2 separate regions of the Zea mays genome follow, and region 2 is linked to region 1. The links are chromatin contacts, called in public Hi-C maps. All regions are on one chromosome and are shown on one strand. Each heading gives the region's core, a stretch centred on a gene start, on an enhancer-like site or on the middle of the called end of the contact. The rest is flanking DNA. Distances are from core to core; before and after follow the strand shown.

What was found. A called contact is a pair of places that touch in the nucleus more often than the background predicts.
Region 2: a contact with region 1 is called in a Hi-C map of tassel, with 3 times the contacts expected there. The contact joins the promoter of LOC100281599 here to the enhancer-like site in region 1. A contact is called at or near these places in 3 of 25 Hi-C or Micro-C datasets (ear, leaf and tassel).

Annotation. Positions count from the first base shown.
Region 1 is chr1:288,580,946-288,588,567 of Zm-B73-REFERENCE-NAM-5.0, reverse strand. It overlaps LOC606458 (knotted related homeobox 8), which reads right to left. Exons shown (of 4, transcript NM_001372049.1): 3 at 5,178-5,419; 4 at 4,523-5,049. The coding sequence ends at 4,819. Among protein-coding and RNA genes, the nearest start is that of LOC606458, 10 kb to the right of the region's middle. Within about 2 kb of position 3,802, at least 11 of the 20 cell types and tissues checked have an H3K27ac peak or open chromatin away from gene starts, as enhancers often do. A contact at or near this core is called in ear and tassel, where this site is marked.
Region 2 is chr1:288,656,176-288,663,797 of Zm-B73-REFERENCE-NAM-5.0, reverse strand. LOC100281599 (L-type lectin-domain containing receptor kinase SIT2) reads right to left here and starts at 2,713. Exons shown (of 4, transcript XM_035964393.1): 1 at 2,287-2,713; 2 at 1-68. It also overlaps the pseudogene LOC103645643.

The sequences.
Region 1 (7,622 bases), core at 2,553-5,052:
TTTCAGAGGGGTCGGGTTCCTGCCCTTCTTCTGGAGCTACAAATTCCGGAGGATCGGATCCCTCTTCCGCTAGCAAACATAGATAAGGAACAATACATCAATCATGGTGACTTGGTGGGGTGTGCCAATTATTAGACATTATTATTTTTGTGCCCTATAATTTATTTAGACTATTTTTGGTGCATAAAATATCTATATATGAATATATATGAAAACAGGAAAAAGAAATGGAAAAGGAAAAAGAAAAGGAATTCTCAGCTAACTGGGCCAGGGGGATTTTGGCCCAGCGAGCGCGGGCGCGGGCAGGCGGCCCAGCTGGCCCACGGAGGAGTGGAGCGGCGCGGGCAGACACCGTGGGTGCGGGCCCACGTGGCAGTGAGAGGAGGGGGGTAACGGCATGGAGCGGGCGACCGGGGGGGGACCGGCTAGGCTCGACCGCCGGTGAGGCCCCACGGCGGTTCTCCGCCGGGGTCCCGGTTTTGCGATGGACGAGAGGTGGCAAGGTACGGGCGGGGGTAGGGGATCCTGGGGGTAGGACCAATTTGGCCGGAGGGTGCCTGGGGTGGCCGGTCCACGGTGCGGTGGCGGGCGCTCGCGGCGGTGAGGTCGCCGGCGAGGCTGCCTAGCGCAATAGGAGGTGGGGATGGGTGCATTGTGTTTGCGAGGGAATGACGAAGCTCAAGAACTATATGAATTAGACTAGAACTTAGCAGAGGGAGGAGGGCGAGGCTCACCGGAGCAGGGGAAGGACGCGGCGGCGCTGGCTCAATTGAGCTCGGGGAAGGAGGAAGAGGGTGGCTGAGGCTGGGGTGAGGAATTGGGGAGCTCGGGGCGGTCCTTTTATAGGCGCCCGGGGCGGGGAAGGGGCGAGAGGTGGCGCGCACCGGCGAGCTCGCCACGGCGGGGATGGTGGCGCACAGTGGCGACGACGAGACGGCTCGGGCACAGGGGTGACGGGATGGCTCGGCTGGCACAAGGGGACAGAGGCGCAAGGCGCCAACCGAGCAGGCTAGCGAGTAATGGCGAGACGATGGGACGGTGGCAACCGGCGGCGATCGCGTCGCTAGCCCCGGTCACGGGCGCGAGGAAGGCGCTGACGGGCGGGGCCCTCTTGCCAGGGAGGGAGAGATCGTGAGGGAGGGTAGTGCGGGCTGACGGGTGGGGCCGAGCCAACAGCGGGAGAGCGACGAGAGAGGGAGAGGGGGGGCAGCTGACGGGTGGGGGCAGGGTGTCAGTGGCGGGCGCGTGGCGCGCGGCGATGGGCCGCTTGGGCCGCGGAAGGGAGGGGAGTGCGGACGCGCGCGCGAGAGAGAGAGAGGCGGCCTGGAGGGGGGTTTCCTTTTCTCTTTTTTTCTTTTTCTATTTCTTATTTCTATTTTCTATTTCTTTTATCTCCTTTTCTTTTGAACAGATAATTAGCTAAATAATCTTGTGTGCTAGAAACATAATAATCTATGTGAGGCGCTTCTAACAATCAAAGTGTATGCATATGATGAGATGACCTATGGGGTGGAGTTTAGGGAGAGATAAAAAAGGGGGGTTAGGAGATTAGGGTTCCAAACCTCGGGTTGAAATTTTGGGATGTTACAACGGTCCGGTGTGCGATCTCCTTCCTGATTTGGCATATCCGACCGTTGCTCCTCTGGGCTGATTGGCGCACCAGACACTATTCGGTGCACACCGAACAGTCCGGTGCACCAGCCGACCGTTGGAGCAGTCCACGTGTCGCGCGAAGATTGCGTGGCCGACCGTTGGCGCTGGCGATCGTTGGCTCACCGGACAGTCCGGTGAATTATAACCACGTCGCCCCTTTGCTTTTCCCGAGGGCGACGAGTTCGCCGCGGATGACTCACCGGACAGTCCGGTGAATTATAGCCGTACGCCGCCATCGATTCCTGAGAGCAGCACTTTCACCAGAGACCAGCCTGGCGCACCAGACACTGTCCGGTGAACCACCGGACAGTCCTGTGTGCCAGACTGAGCTGAATTTGGCTGCACCGAGCCAAGTCTTTTCAGTTTCTTTTCTTGCTGTTTCTAGCACTTAGATAACCTCATTAGTATTCAAAAACAAATGTACTAAGTCTAGAAACATACCTCATGCCTTGATTTGCACTTTTCAACCTTTGGCTCATGAAAACTTAATTAAACGTGTTGGGCACTTAATCACCAAAACATTATAGAAATTGCCCAAGGGCATATTTCCCTTTCACCATGATCCCTCAAAGCGTAGGGTAAAATATAACACTAAAAATTATTTCGTATTGTGTCAACACACAATAGAAGATGGTAAAACTCTCCTATGTCATCTCATAATTAAATAGGTTACCGCACAATAGCTACCTTTTGCTTTATAAACCTAGTTCCTTCTAGTCTAGTTTGAATACTCTTGGATTGGAGTATTTTGGAGGGATTAGAGAGAAATCCCTAAGGTCCCGTTTGTTTCCTTTCATTTCGATGAATTAGAATCATACTAATGGAATAGATTATTTTTTAGAACGTGACATTCCACCACTTTCCAAAGTTATCATATAAGCCTATCTCAAATTCATGGGGTGAGAGATGAAAATTGATTCTATAGATTTACATGCTATTTTTCTGATGTACAACTTATAGCACACTCTTCTAATTGCTTCGCTATGACATAAATGTAGTATATAACTATCTCTCTCTTATGATTTTGGATAATATACAAATATATTACATATATAAATATATGAACTTAATTAGTTTTGTCTAAATTATAATTATTAAAATGGAATTCAATTCCAACGAAACAAACGGGCCCTAATAGATCAAATCTCCCTCAATACATCTCAATCTACTCTAATCCCACTCATCCCTATAGTACCCAAACTAGGTCTCAAGGAAAAATGACAATAATATTAGAAATGGTAAGGATGTCTGACCGTTTATTATAAAATGGATCATCCCATTTTTTAAGCGCTAGAATTTTCTGAATATTGGCCACATGAAAAATAAATTTTGGCTTACAAGTGGCTGCTAGCTACATATGAAAGACTAAAGTAATAAGGACCTATTAGGGCAGGGGTTATCGAATCAAATCCATATAATCTAGTTCAAATCTGAATCCAAAACTTGACGGAGTGGATACCCTCCTGAGAAGCTATTATTTTTCCAATTAAGCTGAAATGTGAACAACTTAAACATTGATAACATTGCAAAACTTACAATGACTACAATCGACTTTAAAGCAGCACAAGCAGATGACAAGCTAGATAGAGCGACTTGCTCACAAAGTGCATTGACAAGAACTTCTGCAACCTTGACTTCAGCTTATCTCCGGGAGTATCCACATACCTGGCCAAGTTCATATGTTTTAGGCCATATTTCAATTACCATATGCCAAGGAAAAATATGCATTAGGATATTAACACATCAAGACAAATTTAGAATAAAAAATTTCAATCCAGATGCACATGTTGTGACGACATTGATAATGGTTGCATACAAAAAGCAAAAAAGTTAGGCATAAAAATGTCTCCAAATAGTGAAGCCTGGCCGCCTGCTGGCCTCCTCCACGCATGGCTGGCTGTCGTCTTTTGGACGCAGCCGCGCTTGGTCCGTTGCTGCTGGCCACCTGCTCCGCCGCTCGCCGCGCCCGCGTGGTCTGCTCGCTACGCTACGCCTGCCCCCCAACCGCGCCTGGCTGCCTGCTCGTCGCACCACTGCTGCGCCGCTCATGTTTCAATGGCTCTATCTCGCCGGACCCTCCTAGCTGGGGTAGCTCTTGTGCAGTGGCCGTAGTATGTGGACACCAATTCATGGTTCATGTGTTGCAGATTGATTGCTGGGCTGGCGCTAGTACATGGACCTTTAGACACTATTTGGCCTGAGAGCAGGGTCCAGGCCCGGTCATAAGTTCCGGTCCTCTGGATCTCCCAAAAATATACAAAATAAATAAATTTAATATTAAAGTAAACATCATCCGTAATTTAGATATTAAACTAATATAAGAATAAATATTATATTTTATCTTAGTTAAAAGATCGAGAGATGAGTTGAAAAGAGCTCAACCCCTTTTTTATACCTCGGTCATTCACTCGTCATTCTTCAGCTAGGAGAGTGATACTATATATGATCGTTGTGTTGCATGCGACTTCCTGTCATATTAGATTTAGTGGTTTCTCATGGCTCATCTATGAGGTAATGACCCACTGGTAGAAGAGAAGCGAGGGAGGGAAAACACTCTTGTGTTGAGTTTGGTGGTTTCTCACGGCCTATATGTAGATTAACGACCCACTGGTAAGCGAGTAGTGGGGAGAAAACGACAGATCTACGCGCAACACACGAAACTCGTATTTTAAAGGAGTAGAGAAATCATGTCGTGAGTAGAGGTGGTAACATCGTAATAGATCACGATCCAAATATTTATTCATCGTTTGTTTGAACCCTTAATTAATTTTAGTTAAAATTAAATAGAAATTGTCTGATTATGATATGATCCGATAAAACTATCCGTGGCGGTTTTTTCTACCTCATACCTTTAAATCTCATGTTTTGAGCACCCTTTAAAAGATTTTATCCCCTAAATCTTATCTCCTTTGACAGTTCTCCCTAAATTTTCCCTATATACAGTACATCATAGTGCTAATATATTTTATTACCGGTCGTCTTCAGGGAGAAAAAAAGAAAATAAGGAGAACAACATGATGCCTACCTTGCAGATCGAGAAAAACGTGTCAACCCGAAACTGTATATTTACGGATGAGAAGGAGCAATCAGTTCAATCACTACTACACCTCAACAATCACCGTCGTGCTGGCACACGTGCTTAGCTTTTACCGTGCATGCCGGCCCTCACGACCCCAGCCGGTACATCCCGCCGTCCGCCATGAACGGCGGCACCGCCGGCCTGTCCATATACAGCGCTGCGGTGCCCTGCGCGACGTGGAACCCGCCCTCCATCACCGCGAACGGCATGTCCTCCGACGCCGGCTTCCAGTGCCGCTTCCGCTGGTTGATGAACCAGTTGTTGATCTGCTTCGGGTCCAGCCCGGTCGTCTCTGCGAGCGCCATCTTCTCCGTCTCCTGGTGAGTACTCGAAACAGTAGTCATGCATCAAAAGCTTCATTTTTTTTCTTCTTCCAAACATAGACACAGTAGTTGCCGTTGTATTAGCAATGCATGGATGGAAGGAAACATAGGTAGGGTCTTACAGAAGGGTAGGGCCACTTGTAGTGCAGCTCCCACCAGTGCAGCAACTTCTGCCTCGCCTCCTTGGGGAGCTTCCCTTTCTTCTTCCTCTTGGAGAACTCCTGGCGAAGGCCGCCCAGGTAGCCGCCGTACTTCCTCAGAAGCTGGTGCTTGAGCTCCTTGTCCTCGGCGCAGGGATCGATCTCCTCAGGCCAGCTCGCGTCCTGCTCATCCTCGGACGACCCGGCGACCTCACAGTTACTGTCTGCGGGTCAACCACGCTTTAATAATTGGTTCCAAAGATAAAGATTAGATCGCTTCTGACAAAGATTGAGGGTACGAACAACAGTTCAGCTCTGACCAAATACTGCTCACGCACATACAGTAGGACGGACCCTACTAGCAGGGTTCGGTTTGGTGAAAGACGCTAGACGCTATTGGTAGCTAGCGGACTGTGGTGGATAGCATGCAAAGTAGTGGTTAGCTTGGTCGCGACATCACCAACCATGATACGACATGCATGAGCGCTGATGAATTCTTATCGACATGTGTTGGATTCCTGTAGTTCGATGATGATGGTGTAGTGTTGGTGCATCGATTTCCACAAAGCAACGATTTTGGCTACCTCAGTAACAGAAGGGCTATCGTCTACTTGTTGGTTTTCACTCCATTCTGAGCGTCCGTACGTGTTGCTCACATTATGGCAGCGCCGGGGAGGGGGAATACTATAGAGTATATGGCATGGAGTTGATATATAGTAGGATAAAGATTAGTTTCCATCTATATCTTTAAAACTGGTTGAGATCAGGCCACATTTTACTTCATATAGATAGCCTACGCACGAGACTTAATAGTTGTTACAAACCATCCAATATTTGTGTTATTCATATTCTCCTACTTTCACAAGGTAATGGTATACAAAGTACAATGTTCATAACAAAATATCAAATAACAATCAATTTTTTAAAATTCTTTGATTCAAATAATGTTTTTAGGATGAAGACTGATTCATAGTAGCTCACTCTAGTTAACAATTATTGGTCAACATATGGGCAAACCATTATTAGCTTATCAAATAATAAAATAAAATTATTCATACTGGTTTTAACATCACTAGTTGGGGCTTTAAGAATTGATAACAGATAAATTTACAGACTCCTTATCACAAAAATGTACTAAATCATTTTTACTTGGCATATCTATATACTCCCTCCATTCCAAGATAGTTGACATTTTAAGTTTGGACAAAAAACTAAAAGTAGAAAAGTGCGGTGCACGAAAAAAACAAGAAGAGAGATAGAGAATCATTGAAAAAAGGAAAAATGTGTATTGAGAGGAGAAATGTGCATTGAAAAGTGAGAATGAAAACTATTTTGATACAAAATTTGAATACAATAATGTCAACCATTTTGGAACGGAGTGAGTATATCTTATAAAAACATTCTACTAACTTTAATGTAAACATGCAAGCTATCCATATCATTTCCTACTAAATGCCACATTATCTTCTACTAACTTTCAAACTCTTCATGCAAGAAATCTACTTCATCCCATACAAAAGTGCTAAAACTATCCACATCCACATCATCCTCACTAAGTACAAACATTACTAATTTTCATTTATAAAAAATCTCTACTCTCTCTCTCTCTCTATGTGTGTGTCCAATACTCTGTATTATATATACACATATATTATAAATTTAAGCCCCACTAACTTTCAATCTCCCTATCTATGTCATTCCCAACTAATGCTACACATCTCCCACTAGCCACCTTCAATCTCTTTAGTGCATGTATAGCTCTAAGCCCTTGAATAAGTTTTTCTAAATATAAGAGACAACTAAAAGGCTGTATGAAGAGACCATAAATATAGTTAAGAGACAATATGTATAGAGAGTTGTGTAGAAACAGCGTATTTATGAAGAGATCGTCTGTTGTATTTTTTCAGTTAACTCTCTAAAGACCTCATAATAAGAGACTCCATAATAAATAGAGTTGTACATGCCCTCATGCAAAAAAAAAATCCACTTCATCCCTCACCAATTGCTAGATGTAATTACTATTTTAAGTCTATCAAAATACAAGAAGTCTACATGACTAATTATGCTTTTGTTTGGCCATCCCATCGTCTTATAACACTGTCCGGTACTCCATTAGTTATAATTTTCTATCTGATCATACCATTAGGTTGCCTAGTTTTGACCCTAACCTATATATAACATGTAGGTCCAACTATGCATGCAATGCACATGCATGTATCCTTCTAGAGTTCTAGTTATTATATACAGGAAGTGCACATCCTTTGGTAGGGTCATTAGGTGTGCCATCGTTGTAAAAAACAGTCCATTGATTCCAGGTGTTTTTTTTCCTCTCCTCTTATTACGAATCATTCACTGTACACCAAGCAATCATACACCAGAAAACAGTCTCGCAAACTATTCCGTTTCATCCATGCCTCCAACCACTGC
Region 2 (7,622 bases), core at 1,464-3,963, 76 kb before region 1:
ATCGTCTTCGACATCCGACTCGCTCATCGCCAAGCAATCGTACCAAGCCTCCTCAATGCTCCTGGACACTGCAGCATGAGATACCCCCGAAATCACGTCAGGTCACATTGGAGTATCGAGTACGAATTAACGGTGGCTTGGCGGAGGCGAGAGCACGCGGGTGAGCGAGTGACCATATTGGCGAGGCGAGGCGAGGCGGCGAAGAAACTGGGTAGCGCTAGAGGCGAAGCAGCTCAGTAACTCACCGTGCGCGATATCGGAGGTTGCAGCTCAGTAGCTCAGTAACTGGGTTGCTTGGCGTGGATTACGCCTTCCTCGGTGTGGGCACCGACGGTAACCGGAGCCTGCAGCGCAGGAGCAGGCGCAATGCGGCGATGAGGTCGTTGGAGCTGCTCGTGGACGAGGGTGGTGCGGACGTCTCTTGGTGGACGCAGGCGTGGCGGTCCAGTGCCACGACGGGGGAGCTGGGCGGGGACGCGCGCCCCAGCTCCTCGCCGACCGCGCCCCCACACAGGCTTCAGATCCACCGCGCGCCGACGTTTGATTCATGTTGGCTTTTCAATTTGCCAGGCTGGTAACAAAGTATGCTCGAGGAAAGTCTGGAAGCTACGCGTTCTTCTTGATGAGACCGTCCAAAGCAGATCCGACGATCAAGATTTTAGTGGTGACATGGCTTAAGGAGATGCACGTTTTGCGTCGGGCTTTAATATGTATGTACTGGTGTCTAACGCGCGCCCTGCGCGCGCTGTTTTTTTTATGGTCCACTAAAATATGTATGTAAATAAGATCCTATGTAGAACACAATAGTGATAGTTTTTTACATAAACAAATGGAAGGTGCGATGCAATTTCTTAAAATGAAGAAAAAACACTAATATAAGTGGTAGATCTAAAAATGTAGAGGAAATAGTGCAACTTAACCTGTTTTGTATGAAGCTATAACTCTTTAATGTGTCACTTTGGTCCTCGAGATGTCCATCAAGTTTGGAACAAATAGTTTTAAAAAAGATAGTCATAATCAGCTATTATATACTAATCCCGTTCTCGAATATTTGTTGTCCGTTATTTTATTTTTGAACTATAAACAAATAAATAACGGAGGGAGCTATCTACGGAAATCCCATAAAAAGTCATTAAAGATATAGAGCACAGGGCACAATACATTGGTAAAAAAACGACATTATTTTTTTTATCATACATAGGCACATACATACAATCATTAAAATGAATAGCCAAAATAACCTGAAAAGGTGGACATATCAGTTAAAAGAATAGGTAAGGGTGAGTATTGCCCGGTAGCAATTTTGGAGTTATGTAGAATACATCGGATATCACATGGATAAGGAAGTTTTTAGTGAAAGAAGTAGATTTTTTTTAAAAGCAATACAAATTGCCAAAAGAATATGTGGCATGTTGTTGTCACTGTACGGAAGAAGCTTTGATCGGACCAAGGCAACTCATGCTGGGTGCAGAGCAGCTGCGCTACGACCTCCGGCTCCTAGCCATGGGGTAGCAAGTCGAACCTGGCCCAGCCGGCCTCCCTGACCCTGACTAACCCTCCGGCCTCCATTGTGACTGTGATTGTGTGTAGATGTTGGTGTCTGAGGTGCTTGCTTGGTGAAGACCAGTACAGGTGCTTTTATACCGTTTAGGAACAGTGCTGCAGACGGGAGCATGTTCTTCAAATTCTTCTTAAAAAAACAAAAGGTGGCCATCAATATGTTTAAAGAAACGACGGTCCATGATTGGGATGAAGCAGTTTATGGCCTGCTGATACAAACAAATGATAGGTTCATTATTCAGTGTAGAATGTGTCGACGTCCTTATTCCATGTGGTTCTAAATCAGCATACCGGGAAGAAGAAGAACTGAACAAATGCAAAAAATGTTGTGTACAACGCGGCTCTGTAAAAGGTCAAACAGGACACTGGTTGCAGCAAATACTACCAAAGGCCTTCAGAAAATCAAACCAGATTTAAAGTTCAGATCATGGCACATTTCGTGAACCTAAGACCATGTGCATCATCAGAACTGAGGGCTATCGCGTTCATCAAAAAATAACAAAATTGGAGGCCACGATATGTAGGTTTCCACAATGTCCAACGGGTCTAAATCTATCGGGGATGTGTTGCTGGACACTGGTATCCTCACAAGCAGCAAGTGATCTGCATCCATCTAGTAATCAAGAGCCGCACAGGACTCAGACCCTCCATAGTGTACGAATCAGCTAAATACTTATGAACCAGTGGCCCGCACAAAAGGCAAGTAGGATTAGGGATCATGATTACCTATGAGGTGTCCGTGGCATCGACGGCGTGGGCATCCAGGGACAGCGCACAGGACCAGCAGCTGCGAGACAGGACCGGGACAGCGAAGGTGACGGGGCAGCCACGCTTGGAAGATGCTGCAGGTTTTCGGCGAACCCGCACGCTCCGTGTGCTGCGGTAGCCGCATCGTCACCGGGGGCTTCCCATATCGCCTCTCCAATGGCTTCAGCGGCTAAGCGTTAGACGAGCTGAGAACTGTCGTCGTGTGGGCAATGGGGCGGGCCGGCCGATGGAGACGGTGTGGAGGCCGGTAGAGGGAGAGGGCGGCGAACACGGCGTTGGAACTTGGGAGGGAGGCAAAGGGGGAGGAGGACGATGGAGACAACACTAGGAGAGAGACAGAGAGGGCGCTGTTATCACGGCCAGTTCTTCGGCTGGAGTGTCGAATGTTCTAGATTCGCAGCTGCTGGAGAGACGCCCTTTCGTGTGGGTGGAAGGCCCTCGTGACCGTAGTTTTGGAATCTGACGGTTGAGCTGTTTTGGGTAGACGTGGCTGCACCAGCGGCACGTTTTCCGTCCGGCTTTAATAATAAGTAAATTCGCACGCCCTTTCGTGTGGGTGGAAGGCCCTCGTGAGTCGTGACCGTAGTTTTGGAATCTGACGGTTGAGCTGTTTTGGGTAGACGTGGCTGCACCAGCGGCACGTTTTCCGTCCGGCTTTAATAATAAGTAAACATTATGTCGTTTTCCTCTCCTGTAGAATTGACGTCGAGGATTGGGCCGGAGCGTAAAATGATCAGAGCTTGTTTGGCAGCCATAAAATTAGTGGAGATTACAGGGCCTAAAATTCCTTTCGTATGACTAGTTTGGAAAACCCATTTTATCAAGTGATTTTCATTTTTCTAAAAAAATAGTTTATTTTCTCTTGAAAAATATAAATCCCTTAAAAATAAAGTTTTTAAACTAGTTTTAATTAAATAAAAAATATTCTAACCCCTACAATCTTCTCTGGTTTTGTGTTCCTAAACTGGTCTTTCAAAGAAAAAGATCCATGTGTGCGCACTGCTCGGAACCTCCAGCCATTTGCATGACCCCATCCGGTATCTCTAGGCACCGTTGGTTCCACAAAAACATGTGCCTGGACTCTGGAGTGGGCCGCGCCGAGGATGTCATCCGTGTTGGGCCTAGTACAACCCATGTTTTCCCTGGACCAGATGTCTCTAGGCTGGTACAGGGCTGCTCGTTCCCGACCAGCTTGGGAGTTGGGACTCAACCCGCAACGTGCCTTTAGCACTTGTTAAGAAACGCTACTACATATTTGATGACTAGGTGTGTACCCGTGCGTTGCAACGGGAGTACCCTGGGATGAACATCGACAAATATATCTTATATTTCCTTGGGGTCTAGAAAAAATTTGCTCGGAAGCCAAACATGTTAAGACTTGAGCGTTGTAGCACGTAGGGGTCATTTGGAGGCCGCCGCTGCGCGCGTAAAGACTCACTACGCATGCACAGTGGAAGGGGAGGGGCACCACGCGGCTGCTGCTTCAGCCAGCCTAACACAACTCTGCTTCTCTTTTCTCGCAACCTAGCCTAGCCTGCCCTTTTCATGGTTTTAATGATGTGTAGTGTGATGGTTGCAGCCTTGCAGGCTCGCCCACTGTGATTATAGGTTGTCAAGCGCTAACTCGCTTGGTATATCGCAACGCCGTCCTTTACCTAGGCTTTAGGGCGGCTATATTCAGACAACAACAACATAGGCAAAGGGGGAGCACTGCACTGTAGCCAACATAGGCAAAACTGATCAACCCACCGTAATTCCGAACTCAGCTTCACCTATCCAAGTTATGTCCTTCCCAGATTTGAGTCACGAAAAAATCTACAACCAAATTGGATTTCCAAGAATAGTAAGCTAAGGTTTTGCCTACATGGTATTACATGAACATTTCCAGCGTCCAGATGAATCGAACCCGTGACATTTCTGCCGAACAGCCAAGGAATTGCCATGCTTCCTTCACCAAGAGCTCTCCTATTGAATTGTTTGCACATCAGAAAATCAGTGACACAAACATTCACTTCTGATTCAGTTCACAATCAATGTAAATTTGTAATGTAGTCATTTTCCTTGAAAATGAAACGCATCTGATTGTGAAGCATGATGAAATGTTAATGAAAACCTTTAAAAGGCTCAAGGTAAACACCAAAACAGGTGGATTTTGTCATCATGGTTCTCTTATCAGTATGACGCAAGAGGACAATACATAACATAAACAAATTTGTAACTCCTCATACCTAGATACTGCTCAAACTGGGTATCTCCATGAAACTAAAAATGAAATAATGTGCCATTTTGACACTCACTTCTCTAACAAAACTCTGCTCCTCATACCTAGATACTACTTGTGTTAGACCTTCGCCGCAGGATCTGTAGCCTAATTAACATGAACACTACTAAATTAAGGTGGGGATTAGCAGCAATGACCAGCCCCTAAGGCTAAATGGTTTGCCAGCAATGAACTCTTTAACTCCTCCCCCACCCCCTGCCCTCTGGCTAAACTCTTGGAAGAGTTATGGACATTGGCCAATTCTCATTCTCTTTACATGGCTAGACATCATTGTCGGCGTTTCGAGACAGGGGGGTCCCTAAGCCGACGAGTGAGTGTGCTGCGTGCCCCAGCCCAGATGGGTCGAGCGCGTGGGCGAGCGCGAAGGGGGGAGAGGTGAGGTGGCCGGAGCCGAGCGTGAGAGAGGTGGAAGTCCCGCGGCCTTCGTGTTCGTCCCGCGCCCAGGTCAGGTGCGCTTGCAGTAGGGGGGTTACAAGCGTCCACGCGGGTGAGGGAAGCGAGCGGCCCCAAGAGAGCGCCTGTCCCGTCCTCGGTCCCGCGCGGCCAACCTCCTCTGAGAAGGCCCTGGTCCTTCCTTTTATAGTCGTAAGGAGAGGATCCAGGTGTACAATGGGGATGTAGCAGAGTGCTACGTGTCTAGCGGAGGGAGAGCTAGCGCCCTAGGTACATGCCAATGTGGCAGCCGGAGAGATCTGGGCACCCTGCTGGCGTGACGTCGTGGCTGTCGGAGGTGCGGCGGAGCCTGATGGAGGGACAGCTGTTGGAGCGGTCGAGTCCCTGCTGACGTTGTCCTGCTTCCGTAAGACAGCTGGGGGCCGCCGTCGTCATAGAGCTTGTGGAGCGCCATCATTGCCTCTCTGGCGGAGCTGGCCGGATGAGACGTCGGTCTTGTTCTCCGTGACCCGAGTCGATTCGGGGTAGGATGATGATGGCGCCTCCTGTTGACGTGGCGGTCTGTGCCCTAGGCAGGGCGACGTGGGGTTTCCTCCGAAGCCGAGGTTGAGTCTGCCTTCTGTTGCCGTGGCCGAGCCCGAGCCAAGGGGTCGGGCGAGGCGGAAGTCGTTCGGCCGAGGCCAGGGCGGAGTCCGAGCCCTGGGGTCGGGCGAGGCGGAGTTTCGTCGTCTTCCGGGTCTTAGCCCGAGTCCGAGCCCTGGGGTCGGGCGGAGCGGAGTTCGCCGTCTTCCGGGTCTTAGCCCGAGTCCGAGCCCTGGGGTCGGGCGGAGCGGAGTTCGCCGTCTTCCGGGTCTTAGCCCGAGTCCGAGCCCTGGGGTCGGGCGGAGCGGAGTTCGCCGTCTTCCGGGTCTTAGCCCGAGTCCGAGCCCTGGGGTCGGGTGGAGCGGAGTTCGCCGTGGCGCCTTTGGCAAGGCCTGACTGCCTGTCAGACTCACTCTGTCGAGTGGCACTGCAGTCGGAGTGGCGCAGGCAGCGCTGTCCTTCTGTCAGACTGGCCAGTGGAGCGGTGGAGTGACGGCGGTCACCTCGGCTCTGCCGGGGGCGCGTGTCAGGATAGAGGTGTCAGGCCACCTTTGCGTTAAATGCCCCTGCAATTTGGTCAGTCGGTGTGGTGATTTAGTCAAGGTTGCTTCTGAGCGAAGCCAAGGCCTTGGGCGAGCCGGTGATGTGTCCGCCATAAAAAGGGGGCCTCGGGCGAGACGGAAGTCTCTCGAGGTCGGCTGCCTTTGGCCGAGGCTAGGCTCGGGTAAAGCGTGATCGAGTCACTCGTGTGGACTGATCCCTGACTTAATCGCGCCCATCAGGCCTTTGCAGCTTTATGCTGATGGGGGTTACCAGCTGAGAATTAGGCGCCTTGAGGGTACCCCTAATTATGGTCCCCGACAATCATCTTCCAACTTTCTCCCCTTTGATGGAAAGGCTCATGTTGTAAGTTCACACTCTGCATAGGGATCCATACAATGCCATGTTTAAGCATGAAAAATGATGTCGCCACCAAAGGTATAATAGATCATCATTAGCTAATAAATAAACTACAGTAGTCTTTCTCTCATGCTGGGGACATAGATTATGTATTTGATCTAAAAACAACATTAACTAATAATAACAGGAGAGTAGAGTGCTTAGGGCTTCATCAACATTTTAAATTCACCTTATTGCCAACATCAGCATAGTAAATAAATAAACAGTCCCCCATGAAGAATTAGTAATCTGCAGAGTTAATCATCCAAGTATATGAATAAGTTCAATATCGCACAAACTATTTTAAAGAGTCAATATAGAATTTTTAATAATAGACAAATATTACGGTATTGTCTTGAAACTAAGAAAATATCATGTTCCCAAACATGCTGCTAAAAAAATCTCCCAGAAATGGGATTATACTCATGCTAGCCACAGCAACATATTAACAGTTTCGAACCTAAAGCTTTTATATGATAGGTATACGAAATGGAAAGAACCATAGGCAGTGATATTTTAGTTCCATTCTCTGAAAACATTTCCAATCAGTCTAAGCTGCAATTGCAAAGGTTTCCAGAACATGCGGCGTATGAGTTTCATTCCTGCGAGGCTATTATGGCTTCCAGAATCAGCACAGGTAGCTAACCAAGCTGGCAGTGGTAGGCCCCTGAACACCTTCCCCGGAGATAGTGAGACTACTCAAGCGCGGGGCAACGAAACTCACTCCAGCTATCCAGCACCTGTTATCCTCTTGCAATCCAAAAGCTCGAGCCTCTGTTTCACTCCAGCATGAAAGCACGAACTGGGCAGGTCTGAATGAGTGCGACTATACCATACCTTTCTGTGTGAAACCTTATTTTAGTGGGATACACAGTCGAACAACACGTAAAGGTCAGCTCAACAACCTCAAGCATAGGGCAGCTGAGACCAGGGGCCTTGATTCTCAAACCGTTAGACGGTTGTCTGCCACTCCAGTGCCGAGACAGAGTACTGTGACATCGTCCATACCATTGCCAAGTGTTGCTTGGTTACGACAACTGCTACAGGAACTTCACACCTCTGTTTCTTCAGCGACCATTGTGTATTGTGATCATGTGAA